Regions from separate parts of the Anser cygnoides genome. Here region 2 is linked to region 1. A link is a contact called in public Hi-C data. All regions are on one chromosome and are shown on one strand. Each heading gives the region's core, a stretch centred on a gene start, on an enhancer-like site or on the middle of the called end of the contact. The rest is flanking DNA. Distances are from core to core; before and after follow the strand shown. Region 1 holds the start of TRMU (tRNA mitochondrial 2-thiouridylase). Region 2 overlaps CELSR1 (cadherin EGF LAG seven-pass G-type receptor 1).

Region 1 (6,840 bases), core at 1,280-3,779:
ATATCAGGCACTTCAAAACTTCGAAGTATCTCAAAAGGGGATCACAGAAGTCTGACTTCATCTGACTTTTGGGGGTATGTTTAGAGGAGTTCAGAAATGCTCTGTCCTGCCTGGATGATAGCATCACTTGAATATGCATAGTATTGAAAGCTAAAAGCCTTTTAGGTTTTTAAAGGTAAGTATGGGGAATATCTACCTTGTAAGAAGCTTTGAGAAGCTTGTGCTTGTCTAAGAATGAGCTAGATCTTTTTTTTTAAAAAAACAAACTAATCTGAACCTAAATGCTTGAGTGTGGTGCTTGTATCTGTACTTTGGATACTAACAGGAATCCTAAACAAAAATTTAGTACTGTTAATCTCTATTAAGTCTTCTAATAATGTACAAAGAGCTAAACTTCATCATGTATTTTCTTTCAGTTAATTGATTTGAGTTCTCCTCTTATCACTCTGAGTCCTGATGTAAACAAAGAAAATCTGGATTCCCCTCTGCTGAAGTTCTGAACTTGGGCTGAAGTGAAGAATTCTTGGTATCTGTGATCTTTAAAGTGTTAGGTGCTACTCTTCACTCACATAGCTTTATGAAGATGAATGGTGAAATGCTGTAGCAATAGAATTGTAAGAGTCCTTATACAGTAAAACTCAGTCCGACGAAGAGTTTTCCTCATGGATATACCACAACGGCGTATTTAAAGTTTAAGTCAAAGGGATAGTCTCTGTATTGGAAGCCTGCATTTTTTTATTTCTTACTGGTTGTCCTTTGTGTCTTTATTTCCTATGTGCAATGAAGATTTAACTTAAAAATAAACGGGTTTAACTAACAAACTGTTGTACAAACTAGGAATCTCTTACTACAGGATTTGGTCAGTCTATTTTAATGTTTCACTAAAATCTTACAATGCAGGTAAAACTAGTGGATTTCAGTTTTTAATACAAAAGTGTTGCAAGTCAGGAAATAAATTCTTTACTGTTGAATTAGTGGAATATACTAACATTAACAGCTGGATGATTGTATGATTCAATGAAGAAAGTAACAGCATGTTATTGCCAGATGGCTTGGTCTTGACATTTGAAGGCTTAAATTTCTCCCTTTCAAATAGCAGAAAAATTAGAGTTTGCAACACTTTCATGATATGTGGAGACTTTTAAATACAGAGAGGTGAGTGGAAATGAAAATGCACACAATAGTAGCACATAACTGTTAAAGTCAGATATCTGTTTTGGAGACCAGAAGCTTCTGCTGTGCATGTATTAGCTTAGTATATCAACGTATAAAAGTTAATCAGCTTCTGGAAATATTCTATCCATTGGTAACTTTGAGACCAACTGTCTAAATAGGGAAAAAGTGTTCAGATGAGTTTGTTAAATACTGATGTTGAACAAGGCTGCTTTAGGTGGAGGTACTTTACTTTTTACCATGGCTGCCTTTTCTGTGGTTACTGCAGCATCAGACTTGTGAACCAAGACTTCTGGCAAGGTTGTGAAGACTTCTGAGTCAGAGGGAGCAACCATGCCACCCCGTCCTACTAAGTATGACCCACTGTGACGTAGAATTTCTATACTTTTTCTTGTTCCTGCTTTCCCTCTGCAAAAAGTGAGATGGATAACCAAGGCATTTACTAAAATTTCACTTAGGAGTCTGCTGCTCAGTTAAAGCAATACTCAAACCATGTCTTCATGTAGCCTTTAAGCAGGGTGCAGAAGCTAGTTCTTTGTACAGTTTCAAATGAAAACAAAGGGGGACACTTTAAAAACAACCAAAAACAACCAAAAAGGAAACACCACACCCACTCTTTCTCCCAGTATTGGTGTATTTGTGATTTCATTTTAAAATTAGGTTATGCCCTATTTCAGAAACTGAGAGAGAATCAACTGTTATGTGTCAGTTAAGAACAGTTTTGGGGGATGACCATAACAACTCTTTTATTGGCAATTTTCAGTGGGCTGTGTCAGCTACCCTGCGAACCATATCCCTGCATGGTCCTAAAGCAGGCATCAGGCCAGCTGAATAGTTGTGGGATTCACCGAGAGCTGACGGCATGTAGATGCATCCCACTCTGCCACTTTTCCCCTTCAAGGAGCAGGTCACTTGCCCAAACTTCACGGCAGTAAGTCCACAATGGGTGGGGGCTGCCCCGACCTCCAGACCTGCATCGTGCAGCATGTGGCACAGCTGCTGCCTCATTTAATGGTAGCGAACATGAAGCAATCGATCCTAGACATTAAGATTTTCACTGGGTCAAACTGTGGCTTGGTTTATCCGGTACAACTCGAGTCCTCTGCCGATGAGCAGCTGGCAGAGGTGGTTCCCACTGACTGCGCGGGGGGGGGGGGTCAAGGGCAGCAAATTCGGGCCACCTTCTCTAACTTTTACACTTTAATTGCCTTAATAACGCCTCCTCCACCCACCTCCCGTCCCACCTGCCCTCAGACAACCCCCTGTGCCGAGAAAAGCTGCCCCTGCTCGCCAGAAACCGCCCAGCCCCGCTCGCTCCCCTCACGCTAAGCCCGGCCCCCGGGGCCATGGCGGCGGAAGGGGCGGGCGGCGGGGAGGAAGGGGCGGTGGGGCCGAGCCGGGCCGATCCTGGCCGGGGCGATGCTGCGGGGGGCGGGGGCCCGCCATGTCGCCTGCGCCGTGTCCGGCGGGGTGGACAGCGCCGTGGCAGCGCTGCTGCTGAGGCGCCGAGGTGGGCGAGGGCGGCCGGGCCCCCGTCGGGTCTCGGCCGGGTCCCCCCGGGGCTGAGGGAGAGGGGAAGGCAAGGCTCGGGGCGCCGGAGGGAGCCGGTGGTGCAGGGGGAAGCCGGAGCAACTCGGCATTGTGTGCTGTTGCCGTGGGGATTTCATAAACACCTTATCTGGGTGTCAGCTATTGCTCTGCCCTTAGCGAAAATATTACGTGATAGCTTTACTGTGAAACTCCTAGCAGGGTGCGTGCATAATACAGAGTTTCTCGCATCTTCTGAAGGACGCGGTTGCCTTGAAAAACACAGTCCTAAGGCCCACCCTATAAGATTTTCAGTTTATCAGTCATTCCTTGCCTTCCCTTGGTAGGCTACCAAGTGACGGGCGTCTTCATGAAAAACTGGGACCCTCTGGATGAGCAAGGAGCTTGCTCCGTCGACCGAGATTGCGAAGATGCTTACCGGGTTTGTCAGAAGCTCGATATCCCTTTTCACCAGGTTTCCTACGTGAAGGAATACTGGAATGAAGTATTCAGGTAGAAACCTACTCAAAACAGGTGGTCTTTCAGAAAGAGATTAACATAGTGCCGTGTTCCTGTGAAAAGTGAGGATGGTAAAGGCAGTTTATTGCAGTATTATTGGTGCTAAAAGGAAGTAGTGACGCTCCTTAAACGCAGAATTGTTTTCTCTCTCATTCACATTTAACATCACAATTTAACTGTTGGTTTTAATACACTCGTTAATTTTGAAATTAATAGGTTTATCTACAGTTATTATGAATGCATGTTAATGCCATTATTGCAGCTCATTTCTTTTTCCTACATACTGGCCCAACATTATCGTAGCTTGAGGAAAAATTATGTCATGGGATGCTATTACCCTTGTTTATTTGTGTAATTTATGCAGTGCATTGTACGTTATATTAGTATATGCTGAATCCAGTTTATCACAGAGCAATCATGACTTAGCCTTCTTAAAATTTCTGACAAATTTGATGTTGTTCTCTGAAGTGGATGTTCAGATTTGCTCTTCCTATGACTTTGTTCCACTGTAATGGAAGAAAGTTATGCATGGAGAAAGCTGAAAGGTTTTCTTGGAAGGGAGAAGAAGGGAGGTATTGGTGTAACAACCAAATTTCTCTCCTACTTATTCAACATTAGTTCATTTTCCTCCTCCTTTAAGTAGTGCTCTTGTTACCTTGTCTTAGAAGAAACTGAGGAATAACTTAGTTGTGCTATCTCTGTGCCACATGGCAGTGGCATCAAGTTAAACACAAAACTCTTGCACATTCAGTGAAGAAAATGGTCCTGTTCTGGGAAGGTTCACTCCATTTTCATTTTTGGTGTGAGAGAATGAATGAATGGTATCAAAACTCTTGCGGGGTGGGGGATGGCTGTAAATGATGAATCAAAGATCACAGAAGATCAGCTTTCCTTTTGCTTCTCATCATTTATTAGTACAGCATTCCCAAGCAAAGTGTTGTAAGTATCTTGGTTTGTTCCAGAAGCCTTTTTTTCCTTACTGTCATCGCTGAGCTTGAATTTATTCCCTGAAGTCTCTCTTTAAAGGATTATTCATCAAAAACCACCTTTTATCAAGAGAACTATCTCAGGTCTTGTCTTTCCCATGGTCTGTACAGAGTCTGTTTCATGTCTTTGCATCAGAGAGATTCAGTAGTTCGTTTAAATACAGGTAAAGATTCTTTTCCAGGCTCTGCCCTCTGTCCCTTTTGACTTGAGTGACCACTGAGGGCAAGCAAAATAAAGCAAACATTGGGCCTTCTGCTGTCTCTGTGCATCGCTGTATGCTAATTTAATTTTATTAGTAGTTATTTAAATGTTTTCAAGCGAATAATGCTAAGCATTTTAGTTGCATGAAAGTGTAAAAACTACAATTTGACCATGAGAAACTATACTTATTTTTTGAGTGGGGAAAAAAAAAAAAGGCAGGAAAAAATGTCTATAAAGTTAAGGCAAGGTCCCATGACTGCTTATGGTATGCTCTCACAGATTAAGCTAGTGTCCTTGCAGCTGGAACACACAATCTCCTGGTGGCTGCTTGAAAAGCTTTGAAAAATTGATCAGGCTTTTTTAATTCTGAAAAATAAGTATTTTGTAAGAGATAAGTAGGATGTGCACAGTGGATAGCTGTGTCTCCCCTGAGTAATGGTAATTTAATAAATCATCTGTACTGTGCAAGATTGTGAATGATGGTTTGACCATGCCCTCAGTCTGGAGAAAATCCTGCAAGCATTGTTTTTTACAGGTTAAAAGCTGATGGATATTTTATCTCTTACATAAAATGCTTCATATGACTGGGTCTCAAGTTCTCCCGTGTAACTGATCTTCCTGTATTGGAGAGTATCGTGCAGTGCTAATAATGTTAATATACGTGTGACTCTTTATTTTACAGTGACTTCTTAAAAGAGTATGAATTGGGAAGGACACCTAATCCTGATATTGTGTGTAACAAGCATATAAAATTCAACTACTTTCTTCACTATGCTATGGATAACCTTGGTAAGGCTCTTTGAAGTGCATCAGTACACAGCGTATGCGGGGGAAATGCTAAAATGGTAGCAACTTCTGGAAAGGTGGGGAAAAACAGGAATTCAGTTGTGTGCATAAATTGTGCATCTCTGTGGCAGTATTTCAATATCTGTAAACTATTTGGGTTTGAATTTACTGTTATATATTTAGGAGCAGATTTAATTCAGGGATGCATGTTGACCTGAGCATTAAATCTTACATTCTTGGGTGGTCCTTAAAGTACAAAAACACAAATTCCAACATGCTGATTAACAGTTCATGTTGATTAAATAGCAGGGGTGTGATGCCTGTCAGTATAAGACTTCTCCTTAGGTTTTCTTCCTTCGTTGTTTTCTGCTTTTTTCCTAGATGTTTATAGCCCTGCTTTACACTGTGAATTTCAAGTATGTGCCTTTGTGAGTTTTATGTTTGTTTATTTTTCACCTTTTTTTCCTTGCTAGGAGCCGATGCAATTGCTACTGGGCATTATGCTAGGACGTCACTGGAGGATGAGGAAGTTTTTAATCAGAAATACACTAAAAGACCACAAGGGCTTTTCAGAAACCGGTTTGAAGTTAGAAATAGTAAGTAGTTTTATATTTCATCCTAGGTATGAAAGAGAAATTTAAACTATATTTTGTGTCACGTAATCGGGGAAGTTAACGACTTCACACGTGATGATTACTGTTTAAACCCCAGCCTCTAGAAGGCTGATTGGGCAAAACAGGGGATTTGCCTCACTGAAAATTACACTGACCAGTCAAGTGTTACATTTGCTAATCCAGGTGCAGAGGGGTAAGAATGAGTGTTTCAGGAGTAATCCACATTCTGGAGGAGCTGTAATGTGGATTAAGGAGACAGGGCTATCTTCCACACCCTGGAGAAGCATTTCAGGAAATCTTTGTCAAGTATTTCAGTGACTTATGTAAAAATTACTCGATGTGTTTCTTTTTTTTAATGAATGTATTCTTTGGCTATTCGGTATATAATAGACCTTATCATGGGGATATGCTTAGGTAGTATCTTTAGATTTACGACCTTTGAAACGTTAAAATTAATAACATTGTTTTATACAGTAATTGGACTCCAGTATAATTTTACTGGGGGAAAAAAGAATCTTTCATTCAGTGCCTTCTCCATTCCCCTGTAGGAGCCAGATTTTCCCAGGCAGATTAAGGTTCTGCCTACACTGCAATTGAAAGGTACAAGTGCAGCAAGTGTAGACATTTTTAAGGCCGTAATTCCCAGCTCAGCAAAGGTACTAACAGCAGCAGCAGGTTTTGCTCTTCACTTTAATAGCCTGCCTGTGGCTGTACATAATCAGAAGTTGATACCTGCACCACAGTGGTTCTGTTGTTACCAGTACCTGAGCCAGCTTGATTAATGCTGTTCTGGGTCTGACTCTGCGTGGAACTATTGCAGTTTGGATGGCAATGTGGGTATCTCCCAAACAGCTCTGCTGTGGGCCGTAATGCAGGAAAGTAACTCAGCTGAAGCACATAGTGCACCCAAAGGGAAAGAGACCTGCAAACTTCCTCTCTTGCAAAGCTGCCACGGTGATGTTTGTATATTACAGCTTCTTGACTTTCGGTTGTTTGTTCTGGACTTAAGGAGCTTTATATGTTTCGTCATCTT
Region 2 (6,840 bases), core at 2,050-4,549, 81 kb after region 1:
CTGTGCAATACAACTGGAGCAAGACTGATCCCAAACAGTAGGAACAGCTAACACAAACCAGCATTAATTCACACTATTATTTTCTGGAAATATGTTCAAGGAATTAAAAGCCAGACTTTCACCTGGGTACTTAGCAGTCCTTTCTGCCTGTCAGACTCATCTCCTGAAGCACCATGCTACCGAAAAGGCAAGTTTCATTAGCTGTGCCAGTTCTGCACTCATGAGTAAATGTTCAGTGTGGTGTACAGGAATTTACCAGCATGATCCCCATTAATGGCAATGCAAGTCATGTAACTAAGTTGCTGCTCATGGAGCTGAAAATTTACCTTGTGCTGCCTAGCCCTAAAGACTGCCTTTTAATTTAGCACTTGTCCAGAAAGAGGTTGGGATTCAAACTTCAAAGACCACATGCTGTAAAAGCGAGTAGCAAGCAGAGGAACCAAACAGTGCCAGAGAGAGAACTGGGTCTCACTTAAACAAACTATGAAAGAAATGTACTCCTCCTGGACTGGGGGGAAAAAAAAAAAGGCAACCCTGAGTGTTGCAGAATTTTATCACCATCATGTATGTAATGATTCTTCAAACATTCAGTGTATAGAATCATAGAATCAGAGAATATCCTTGTGGGAAGGGACACAGAGTCCAACTCCTGGGCCCGCATGTGTCCGAGAGCGTTGTCCAAATGTTTCTCGAACTCCAGTAGCTTGGTGCTGTGCCCACTGCCCTGGAGAGCCTGTCCCAGTGCCCGACCACCCTCTGGGTGCAGAACCTTTCCCTAACACCCAGCCTGACCCTCCCCTGTCCCAGCCCCATGCCGTTCCCTCGGGTCCTGTCGCTGTCCCCAGAGAGCAGAGCTCAGCGCCTGCCCCTCCGCTCCCCTCGTGAGGGAGCTGCAGGCCGCCATGAGGCCTCCCCTCAGCCTGCTCTGCTCTGGGCTGAACAAACCCAGGGACCTCAGCCATCCTCATACGTCTTCACCTCTAGGCCCGCCTGTATGCACAGCCACGGCATCCCATATTAAAATCTGCTGCATTGACATCTATGCTTGCTTCTCAACTACATACAGAGTCTTTTGTCAAAGTGAAAGAAGCATGGCCCTGACACATGAAGGAAGCCCCTACATTTCTCTTTTTCTTTAAAACAAGATGAACCATATTTATGTTTCTCAAATTATGGCAATAAGTACGTAAAATTGTAAACAACGACATGAAACTTAACTTTCTCTCTCCAAGCTTTCAGGAAGGAGATTAGCAGTTCTGATCTATGGGTGGGTAATCTCAAATTTCAGATCTATGCATGGCATTCTCCCAGGCCCAAAGTCACAGGAATGACAGCGTCCCGGGATGTCTTGAAAACTGCAGCACCCTTCCCAACCAGAGCAGAGTTAACCGTGAGATGTCCCACACGTCTTCTGGCCTCAGTGGGGACCCGGAGGGACAACCTTCTCAAGCTGCGAAGGTGATGCAAGTCCCTTGGCTGCTGACATGGCCACCTGGGGGATTTCCTGTGCTTGCAGTCGGTGGCGGAGCGAGAGAACGCCACCCCAAAGATATGTCACTAGAGATGCCAAATCTGATTTTAGTGAAACCCAAGGACGGAACAATGAACTGTTTTGACTTTCCCCCACAATTTCAACAGAAAGAAACACACGTAGGTTCTCACAGGTGCGTGTAAAATGCTGGGAAGCTTCATCTGTGAACTTGCTTCATATAAATGGAGACCGGAGAGAGGAGAGAAGGTCATCAAAACACATCTGTTTATAGTTTGCGTATCTACTGCACAAACCTACTCCCATTCCACTTAAAATATCACAGAGATATTCTGATCCACTTAAAATATCACAGAGATATTCTGATGCATCTCAGTTTCATTTGGATCTTCTGTTATTTTAAAGTAAATATTTAAACTGCTGGAGCCCACAGAGTTACTTATTAAGGATACAGATGATCTAATAATGCACAGTGAATGGAAAAGACATACAGAATAATGGATAATGGAAGCCTTGTCTTATATACTTAACAATTATATTTTTATATTATAAATAATACTTTTTTTCAAAAGCCATGATGCAAAATGTTGGAGAGGTTTAAGCAAACAGTCCAATCTTTGGTCGATTTATTTATAATTAAGCCAGACTATATACTGTAGATGTAAAAATATTGCAAAGTGCAAATGTTTGTTTAGTTAGTCAGCTGCAGCAATGAGGATTAGGTGTCTGGATCTCACCCTGTATTAGTTAATCTGCAAGATACTAGGGCTTTCCTGAGGGTCTCACAAATCTCTAATCCACCAGGAACATCTTCTTCCAAATTCCTAGTTCCAGTCTCACATAAGAAAATTACCATTTGAATTTTTGCAAGGATGGGAAGAGGGATACTAGAGCATTTTTGTCACCTACAGGAGAGTGTTCCAACTTCACAGATATTTCCTGTACTCAGACTCAAAGCTGTGCTCTCCGGTCTGAGCCTCAGCCACGATTACTTCCGTCTGCTTCAGCCACCCCATTGAGACTATTGAAGGAGCTGACAGCAGAGGAGAGGACTCAGTAGCAATCTGTAAATGTGGCCAAGAATTTGAGAAAACAATAGGAACTCTCGAAAGTGAGACCCCACTGATCTAGCAATGCTTGGCATCAGGAGAGCTGTTTTTCTCAGAGGACAGATATGTCCCCGTGCTGTAAGTACTGCCCTTCCTTAGCTCACTGTACACATAAAAAAAAATCTGTTTTAGAAAGCTGGTCTTTTATCCAAATCCTTTGTGTGCCATGGCTTAATATGCAGAGCTTGCCTTGTTTGTCTTTAAATAAGTCCGAATCTGTAAAAAGAAAAGCCATCCTGAAGTCAGTGCCAGCCTTTCAGTGTTTCCAAGAGTTTGCTTACTGGACAAAAGTTACCCTACTGTTTTTGTTAATCAGTAGCTAATGATTTATTGACTGTTAGGAGTGGTTAAAGGTTAAAAAGAATCTGTTTCCTAGCTATTTTTAATACAAAACAACACTCCTCTGCATTGCTAACGTGCTGGTTCAGCCCCCAAAACCCAGTGGTGCTCAGTGCAGAGCACCTCACGCTCACACCCTCTGGGGCTTTTTTCGTCCCAGAGCCTCCAGCTACAGCGACAATGGGGGAAAATGGAGCCAGTGGCAGGAGGGATGCCGCTGTCAGGGTCTGTCCCCCCTCGCTGGCTCCCCGGAGCTCATTAGGCAGCCCGCCAGCCCCCCGGCTCCTTCATTAACCCTCCGGCCCCTGCTCCGCTATCCAGCGCCTGGAAGGGAGCGAGCCTCTCTGATTCCCAGGCGATGCCGTGCTGCTTCAGTGGTCAAAAAGCTCATTAACCGCCTGCCGCCATGGCCTGCCTGGGCCAGCGGCCCGAGTCCAGCCCCCACGAGGAAGATAAATAAATAAACAAGCAGGAAAAAAACAAACGCATCGGGCAGCAGCAGGCAATGCAGGGAGGAGAGGCTAGGAAATGCCACAGAAGCTTAGTGCCGGGATGTGAACTTTTCTGATCAGTCGGGAAACTCCAAATTAGGCTAGATTAAGAGACACCATTAATGTTAATCTCTGCTTTTTTTCAAGTTTCCCCCTAGAGATTTCCAAAGCAACTTTAAAATTAGCTGGTGTGAAGAACAGAAAATCTCTTACACACATCCACTGGATCCCTCCTGATTAGTCACCAGGGAAAAGCAGGCCGCATCATTTCACATAAAACCCTTCTTCCTTTGATGTATGTATCCCCTTTACTCCCTGAATATTTTAATGGCATTTCTTTATACAAACTTGGCTCGAGTCTGTAGAGAAACATGAGAGCCTGTGACAGTGAAAAGGAAAACCCCAAAGCTTCCCATCAGTGAGTCAAAAATGCAAATCCTGAAAAGCCACCAGACCAGTTCCTTTTCCTAGACAAACTCCCTGCAACACCGGTAGCCCGGATCCAGGCTGGGCAACGAAGCTGAGCAAGTTTTGCTAGACTGATTTGTTATCTCCTGCCTGGCTGCATCCAGAAGCTAAGCTAAGTGAGTGGTGGTGCCCAACAAGCTGCTGCTCTCCTGGTGGTACAGCAGGGATGGGGAGCAGCCTTCCCATCCCACCAGGCATGTCCCACCACGTGGCAATGGCAAGGTGTTCTGACAAAGCTGTGAAAAGCCACAGGTACATGCACACAGCATCCAGCAGTGCACCTTTACTCCACGGTGTAACCAGCATCTTCACGAAGAGCATACAGCTCCTGCCAAGGGCAGGCTCTTGGATTTGACTCATTTTGGCCATGTTAGCTGCAGTGCTGATGGGAAGAAGGAGACTTCCCAGTCTGAAATGGAAATTTTATTCTCCTATTTGTATTACTAGATGCTCCTCAGCTCTTTGATGCTGAAGCAGCGAGGCAGCAAGAAGGACCTGTTTTGGCTGCCAAGAGACCTTGCCTACCCCTCCGAGAACATCCAGCTTGCCATGTGGAAGACACCAACTGCCGTGTTGCCCTGCTGCAGGCCCCCTTGTCTGCCCTCCATGGCCCTTTCCTCCTCCCTGGACTGCCCCTTTCCTCTGCCCCCTCCTGCTCTTTGAACCCTTTTTCTGCTTTTTCCTTCCTCCCTCGCTTCCACATGTCTCCTGCAGCCTTGCTCTCCTTCACGTGCTCTCCTCTCCCACTTCAGCAAACCCTTCTTCATTCCCCACTTGTCCCTATGCCAGAACACTACTCCCAAACATTTTTGGCTTTATATAGATACAGCATTTTTTATACCTTAATTTTGCAACCAGGATGCAAACGTTATTGCTCTCAGAGTGCAGGGAACACCTAGAAATAGCACGACATGCCAGCCAACTCCTTCCCCTTAGCCTTGTCCCTGGGGACACCTTGCCAAGCGTGCTGCAGCTCCGTGTGGGTGACGGGGACACAGCTGGGTCCATCCCAGGGGTCCCACACTGCTGCGTGGGCTGCCCCCAGCTCTTCTTGGTGAGGGTCTCCCAGACCCCAGAGTGGCCGGGTAATTGCAAAGCCCTGCTTCCCCTCACTCCACAGACAGACGCAAAATGCCTGAAAAGTTCACCGTGAATCAGCGAGTTACTGTAGATTTAGTGTGTGATTAAACGGAGATAGCAGTGCACTTCAAAGCCCTTGCACCAAATTCCTGAGGTGCCATTTCAATGACTCTGCTAGAAACAGCGTGCCATGCTAAATCGGTGTTTCACCCCCTCCAAAACAGAAGAGAGGGTGAAAACGCTCCTTTGCAACAATAAAAGGCGCAGGGGCATTTTCTGAAAGAACAGCATACTTGCTCTGAAACAGAAGAGCACAAAACGGTGTTTGGGGATGGGAAATGGTTGTAAGTGCAGGTGCAACTCTAATGGCAGGAGCGCAAACCTGTCAAACCTGAAGGAAATCATGCAGTGCCACAGCATCAGCGAAACCAGAACCAACTGCCCCCACCGCTGAATGTCCCTTGGTACCCCTGCCACACGTCCCCTGTCCCTGAAGCTGGCTTTGCAGAAGAGCTCAGCTGGCCGGCCTGCACAGCAAGCTTTCCAGCAGTCCTCAAGGCGTGATGATTAAAGACCCCTCAGCCTGTGCCACCCTCCCACCTCTCCAGCTTTCAGAGGAGCTGAAAATCACCATTCGGGGAGGAGCCCCTAAACCTCTGAGGAGTTGCGTGGTGTGGAGGTGGCAGGCAGCTCGAGCTAACCAGGCTCACGGAGGGCTGCCTGGTACCAGCTCCCCCGGGACCAGAAAGCCCAAAGCCCTGGGTGAAGCCACGCAGCCGAGGCCCAGCCAGGGGGAGAAGAGGACCCAGGCCTTGAGCTCTGCTTGGTTTTGCCTTGGAGGCCCGGTCCGTAACGCCACGCTCTGCGTGAAGACCCTGGGGAGCGCTCCTGAAAAAGTTAATTTTATGTGCAGATACGAAATTTCTGCCAAAACAGGTAACTTCATCTGTCAGTTGCAAATTCAGCAGGAATAACGCTTCAAAAAGCACGCAGGGGAGAGAAAGACAGGAAAGCTTTTGGTACTGGCCTGGCGCGCTGCTTGCCTAACAGCGCAGGAGATTTCTCGGAGCTGTTACAGATAGCTGAGCGATTCGGGGCTCGGGAGCAGGACACACTTTGCATTTCAATGACCTCCAAATGACTTTCACTGCTTTACACTTTCATTTCCTGAGACACAGCTTTAGAGGCGAGTTATTTGTTATTTTGTGTCAAGACAATGGAATGTCGCTCTGCAGCCAAGCCCCGGTTTCCTTTCTCAGGTATTAATCACTTTTCACTTACACTTTACCAGAAAAAAAAATGAAAAATCAACAAAAACAATTACTACTAATTGAAACCTGCACGAATAAATATCCTGTTCTGCAAGGGCAGATCGGATACCCCCCGTTATACCCACCAAAACCTGCAAGGGCTCTGCAGCCATGTCAGAGCAGGGCCAAGAAAAAGTAAATATCAGCCAGGCGGCCCTGTGGTGATTTCCAGGAGGCGTAAGGTGTGTAGGGAAGGTTGCCACCAGCCAGCCCAAGTCCTGCTGAGGGAGCGTTAGGTGCACGCGGAGGAACATAAGGCCAGCACAACCCTACAGCAACGTTTCTCCTGCCTTCCCGGCTCTTGCCTTTCCCACCTGCAGCACTGCAGGTGGAGCTCTGGATGGGTTTTCACAGAATCCTGCCGCGTTTTATGGATGAAAGGGACTAATTTTATTAGCTTCTCATGCTTTTGGCTTCTACAACCACAGAACCGGTGAGTCCTGCCTCAACAACATGGCTTCACCTGAGCTAAAATATTCCCTAAGAAAGGGAAATGCTGACTCTATTTAATGACTTCAAAGGCTGGTAAAACCACCAGAACTTAGGGCAGATAA

What was found. Hi-C and Micro-C count contacts between places; a contact is called where the count stands out from the background.
Region 2: a contact with region 1 is called in a Hi-C map of liver, with 4 times the contacts expected there. The contact joins the enhancer-like site here to the promoter of TRMU in region 1. A contact is called at or near these places in 2 of 7 Hi-C or Micro-C datasets (both in liver).

The regions. Positions count from the first base shown.
Region 1 is chr1:16,685,774-16,692,613 of Taihu_goose_T2T_genome, forward strand. It overlaps TRMU (tRNA mitochondrial 2-thiouridylase), which reads left to right and starts at 2,530. Exons shown (of 12, transcript XM_048068494.2): 1 at 2,530-2,683; 2 at 3,048-3,142; 3 at 5,090-5,196; 4 at 5,667-5,789. The coding sequence starts at 3,093. It overlaps GTSE1 (G2 and S-phase expressed 1), which reads left to right. Exons shown (of 12, transcript XM_048068485.2): 12 at 417-821. The coding sequence ends at 500.
Region 2 is chr1:16,765,627-16,772,466 of Taihu_goose_T2T_genome, forward strand. The region is part of intron 5 of CELSR1 (cadherin EGF LAG seven-pass G-type receptor 1); the gene reads right to left. Among named protein-coding and RNA genes, the nearest start is that of TRMU, 81 kb to the left of the region's middle. Within about 2 kb of position 3,300, at least 2 of the 3 cell types and tissues checked have open chromatin away from gene starts, as enhancers often do. A contact at or near this core is called in liver, where this site is marked.